Regions from separate parts of the Oryzias latipes genome. Here region 1 is linked to region 2. The links are chromatin contacts, called in public Hi-C maps. All regions are on one chromosome and are shown on one strand. Each heading gives the region's core, a stretch centred on a gene start, on an enhancer-like site or on the middle of the called end of the contact. The rest is flanking DNA. Distances are from core to core; before and after follow the strand shown.

The links. Hi-C and Micro-C count contacts between places; a contact is called where the count stands out from the background.
Region 1: a Hi-C map of embryo shows a contact between it and region 2, with 1.8 times the contacts expected there. The contact joins the promoter of zmiz1 here to the enhancer-like site in region 2. A contact is called at or near these places in 4 of 5 Hi-C or Micro-C datasets (embryo and fibroblasts).

The regions. Positions count from the first base shown.
Region 1 is chr19:10,692,491-10,695,491 of ASM223467v1, forward strand. It overlaps zmiz1 (zinc finger MIZ domain-containing protein 1), which reads right to left and starts at 1,726. Exons shown (of 23, transcript XM_004080409.4): 1 at 1,480-1,726.
Region 2 is chr19:10,633,707-10,636,525 of ASM223467v1, forward strand. The region is part of intron 2 of zmiz1 (zinc finger MIZ domain-containing protein 1); the gene reads right to left. Among protein-coding and RNA genes, the nearest start is that of ppif, 41 kb to the left of the region's middle. Within about 2 kb of position 1,260, at least 4 of the 8 cell types and tissues checked have an H3K27ac peak or open chromatin away from gene starts, as enhancers often do. A contact at or near this core is called in embryo, where this site is marked.

The DNA.
Region 1 (3,001 bases), core at 476-2,975, 59 kb after region 2:
AAAACAAGCAAAAGATTTGCTTTTTCATTTTAAGTATTTATCTATTAATTATTTTTGTTTCTTAACTAACGTGGTGTCAAAAGCCACTGTTTTGTCCATGCTCACACTGTGTCGGGTGCTGTTGCTTTTTGGTGGGAAAGTGGGAGTTAATCAATGGTCTACTTTGCAGCAACCCAGACACACGTGTTGGGATGCGGATCGCCGTTTCAATGTGTCTTTTGTTTGCCGGCTGGTGTTTCGACATCCTCAACTTGAATAGAAGAAGGTCAGCCTGGTGGGGTCTGTCCCATGCTTATTCAGGAGCCCAACCTGGGGCCCCACAGAGGTGGGGAGACAGGGGGGGGGCAGAGAATCCCCTCTCCTCAGCCCCCACAACACTACACTGAATCCTTAATAAATCCCATCAGAGGCACAGTTTACGTTGCCATTGCACTTTATTTAATCATCTGTCATTAAATGCTTTTGAGCTTGGAGCAGAAAACCGTCAAGACACCAGGATGGTTTTTTTTAAAACAACAGGGAAACAGGGATAAAAACAAACCAGTGCAGCTGATTTTGCCACAGCTGTTTTACATGAGATCCAAACAGCTGGATGGAATAGAGGACAAGCTGCAGCATCTTAAAGGAGAGGGAACTTTTTTGAACACAAAGACCTCTCCTGATCTCTAAAAAACAAAAAGGAAAACACTTTCCCCACCTCGTTTTTACACATATTTTTAATTATGAGGTAGAATAATTTATATTAGCTTTGTAAGCTTCCTGAACAGCAAAAAAAAGTGATTACACTTTCATTTAAGAGCCCATCAAACAGTGATCCAACTGCTTCCATTTCCAGACAGCAGGAATTTAAGGAGTCAACTTGTAAAATACTTTTTTGAAAATCTGTGAAACAGCAATGACCTCCACTCCAGCAGCAAGATAACACCAGCCACTGAGATGAAGGCTTTTGCAATCTGACAGCAGTTGGTGCATTTTTCTGTCAAAGTTTGGAGTCCTGCTTGTGACATCTAGAAAATGCTCCTTGCACTGCAGTGACCGCTGTCTTCTCCATCGTTCTCCCTGCAGCAGCAGCAGCAGCAGCACTTGGTTTTAACAGCAAAGCCATGTGCTTTTCTTCTCGCACCACCAAAAAGGTGAAGAGCTTTCCACGCACACGCGTGCACGGTTCATTCACAGATGCAAGCAAGGCTGCAACAATGTCGCCTCCGACCGAGCCCCCCGACGCGTTATGGAGATCACCGCAGCACCTGCTCCTCCACCGACACGCGCAAGCCGGCTCCACAGCCCCGACGGCGGACTGGTCACTAAAACGGCTTACTATCGCCGTGCTCCGCGGTGTCACTTCAAGCGGTCCTTCTATTGTTGAGTAACAATCTGAGCCAGAGTGGAAACAAAACCTTCCCCAAACGGCAGCCTGGGCTGGCGAAGCCGCGACAGCCGAGGGAGACACCAAGCAAGGCTAAGTTTGCAGCTACTCACCGGGTAAGCAAGCGGAGAAAGTCCTCGGTAATAGTCGGTCCCGAATACCGTCCCCCCTCTCACTGAGAATGGCTTCAGCGTCAGCGGGTGAGTAACTGAATAGACTCAGAGAGAGCGCAGTAAGTTGAAGTGTCAAATTACATTGGCTATTCTACTGCCGAAGGGACCCGTTGCTTGGTGGCTGCCGACAAAATGTGTCGCGGATTCCACGTTTTTTATTTTCTGTAGCGTCTCCCGCGCGCTCAAGTTGTGCCGCTTAGCTTAACTGCTATCTGCATCTGGAGTCAAAGTGACCGCATTAAGTTCACGTTTTATGAGATAAACACAAAATAAAACGAAAAAATTAAAGGTAATGTAATATTTTATATATTAGCTTGCATAATAAATTAATAAACAATATAATTACTTGGTGCCTTAAACTACTGTCAGCATTTTTTACTCAAAAAATTAGGTTAAAGGTGTAATAATAACTGTTGGGAGTGTAATGACGTATTCCTATGAGCGCACTCGCGCGCTCCTCCTCGCGCCCGACTCCACCCTCCGTGTTTTGCGGCTCGCCGCTCTCTGATGGAGAGCTCTGAATAACAAAGACATGTTTGAGAGCAGCGGCAGCAGCAGCAGCAGCAGCAGGCTGGGCTGAGCGCTGACGTCAAGAAGCCAAGACTGTGCCAAGCAGCATCCAGACTCCACGCGCTCACTCGCGCGCGCGCTGACCTGCAGCCTCTGCTCTCCATGACCTGCTTGTAAGCAGTCATGTCAGAAGTTAGAAACCCGTCGGTCTGTTTCTGCCTCGATCGACTCTTTCGAAGTTGGTATTGGGGTCAGCGTGGAGTTAACCCACTCAGAGGCGCTTTTATTAGAAGTGATCACACGATACACGCATGTCAGTGTGTCTGGAGTCCTCCCCCTCCCTGTACACCCACCCCAGCTGTCTAAACTTAGAGGGAGGGATGGACCGGGACAATAGACGCCATTTGTCCTGCTAAAAGGTGGCAGGAAGAACCGACTGTCCCAAGCTCTGCAAATTAGCCAATGCAAATGATTCCCTCTAGCAGAGATTAGAAAATTTTTTGGAAATTGATTCACAACAGGATACAAAAGGAGAGTTGATTCCATGATGCCAGAGCCCCATAAACTTTTATTGAGCTGTTAATTGCAATAAAAGTTCCTCCTGTTAAGTATGTGAGTGTTGCGAGGTGCAGCATGAAAGGAACACATTAGCAGGGAAAGAGACAGTTTTCAAATACCTTTGGCAACAAAACCAAAGTGATAATTTGATGTAGTTTAATTATTAAAGAGTCATTGAATGAAATTTAACAAACTATTTTGCAAAGCTTTTCCAGTTTACAAAAAAAAATTGTGTTTAAATTTTTTACATTTCAACCATTTTAATGTAGAAAATTATAAAGAATTATTTCCAATTTCCAGTGGTTCCGCATTTGTAAGGAACGAGCATTTGAGAAATGAGCAGCAAAGTTAAGTATGTGGGTTACACCCCTGAACAATTATCCAATTCTTTTCT
Region 2 (2,819 bases), core at 10-2,509:
TTAACATGAAAATATATATACAATCATTTAAAGTGAAGAAAATGACAGTAAGGGAAATTAGAATCAAGAAAACCTTTAGCATCCATTAAAGTCACATATTTTAATTCAATGTTAGGTTTGCAGCCAAGCACAGCTAAAAGCATATTTGCATTCCCAAATCTCTACGCCACCACAAAAGTGGACAAACTCCCTCAAAAGTAAAGACAGATTCTGCTCACAAAGTAGGAGGCGGCTGCAGAAGATTGTTTTTGCAGCTTCCTGAGTATTTGTGTGATTAGGAAATGGCAGTTAACTGCTTTAGGTCAAGTTGAGACGGTGCAGAAGATGTAGTGTATGAGCTCATGGTAGTAAAAAATACTACAAATAACAATAAACATCCCCACAACACCTTGAAAATGACATTGGGATCCTGTCGTGCATCTTTGCTCCACACTTAGTTAGGGAAGTATGTCAATTTAGGAAAAATGTAACCATTGACTGTATATGAGAGCTGGACTGAGTGACTCCTCCCCCCTCGCATTCCAAATAGGAAGGGACCCAGACACCTCTATTAAATAAACAGCTATTACTCAGTCATTACATTTGTTGGAGTATCCATTCTTACTCCGTTTCCTTTTTTAACACTTTCTTGCTAATCCTACCTTTTTTATAAACTGGCCAAACAGATGCTTCAATAAAAGTATGCGCTATCAATTCTCATGTGCTCACTTTTAAGTGGTAGGGGTGTAGGATTCCTACTAACTCACTCCTGATTGGTGAGAGTGGTTGCCATAGAAATTATGACTCAGACCAACTTGGACCAATCCCAGCTTACCTCTGATTTCTGGTTCCAAAATGGTGAAAAAAATAACAACTGAATTGACTTCAAAAGCTATTTATTTTCTGTGGATGACTTCACACTCACTCCAGTTCTCATATAGAGTCTAGAATTAAACACATGGCTCCTTTTTCTTTTCTTTTTTTTACTACACATTGATAACTTCCACTGTATTTACAGTCATCCATCCTCCTCAATAAGCTCTTGTTCCAAAAACGTGCTCAATTTAAAAGGCAGAGCGTTTGGAGAGGGGCAGTAAGAGGCCATCCTCTTCGCCTGTTTGATCTGGATTTCCTAATTGGTCAATGACAACACATTACCAGGCAGACAGAGGTTTATCTGCAACGAGTAGGCTTTTTACAGCAGCGGGTCGACCTCTTCTCCCTCCCCTTCAACAGTGCTGCCCCCACCTCCCTCTGTGACCAGGCTAAGCTTGTCCGCCTGTAAAAGGGGAGTGGGGTTTGCCGTGTAGGAGGAGGGCTGATTTAGAGGTTACGCAGCACGGGCCACCATAAATCTGTGTCACAAATCTTCCTCGTAGAGCGAAAGGGGGGACAAACACAAACATGCAAACCAGTTCTGCTCCGCCTCTTCCTTCTCTTACATTTGCACTGTGCCGTTTGCACGCCTGTAATTTGACAGATATCGCAGGCTGGCATGTTTTGATTGCCTTTGTGTAAATGAATGGGAAAGCTTCTCCTCTCACATGCAGCTGTGAAGAGTACCAACGTGTCAGGGGAGAAAAAAAGATTCCCAATAGGAAGCAGACTCGGCAAAGTCCTCAGTTGACACTGACAACCTTTATTTATATTTACATTATTTTCCTTTTCATACTAAGATATCTGGAGCATTTTTATGCACTGTACTTTATCTCACCTAATCAAAGTTGCAGGTCTCTTTATGTAGTCCCTTTACAACAATATATAAATATCAGAAGTAGCCCGAAAGTAATCTCAATAGTGCAGATCACATGTTTGCAGAACAGTATGTCTCTTTTTATATAATCTTAGAGCAAGCTAAAAATAACATCAAGTGAATATGCAATGCCTGGATGGGTAACACTTTTGCACGAGTTATGCAACTCAAGACCTAATGTTTTTTGATGCCGTGGTCCTTTCGGACATAAATGTCTAATGTTCATTCTCAAAAGATGAAACAATTAAAGCATGAAGTGAGTGACCTAAAAACAAGCCAAATATAGGTCAACTGCAAAAAACTTTCAGCTGTGGTTCAAATATGTTTAGAAAAGAAAAGGCTTAATCAAAGAGATGCTTCCTTTTTTTAATAATTTCTCTTTAAAGACCCACTCTGATGTTTTGCGTTTTTGATGTTTTTGTGGCATTTTTCTCATATGGACATATATGAAGAAAATAAGCTCAAAATTAAACTTTTGAGTATCTCTTTATTCAAATTGTTGCGAATCAAGAGCAGCTATTTGAAAAAGATCATATTTGTGATACAGAAAATACGCTGAGAGGGCCACAAGCTCCCTGCTCTCCTCCATTCTGATTCACTTGTAGAGGACTAGATCTATCCATTTTCTTGTCAACGCTAGCATCTGGCTCAAAACTCTACGGCTGGATAGTCCCATCATTGCTCGCCGTTTCTGTTTCCCCGCTAGTGTGAGATTGGGGGCTGTAAGCCATTGGGAGAGCATATATACAAAGTGCTCAGGAAAGGGGGGGGGGGGGGGTGCTCATCCCTACATCGCTGCCAACAACTCAGAGGTGATTTCAAATGAATTACAGCCGCTCTGCAGAAACTATGTCCTAAAAAACGACACAGGTTTTTCAATTGAAACTTAATTAAAAACCATTACAAATGCTTTTAAACATGGATTTTTAAATTGAGATTTTGTGAAGAATAGTTGGTCACAAAAAGCATTTTATTTTGGAAAATGGTCAAATCCTAAAGTTTTTTTTTCATTTGTGCATTTTGATCCAACAAAAGAGGCCATCATGTTTGATGCTGAAAGAAAAGAAATCTTCAAATCAAGAACTTT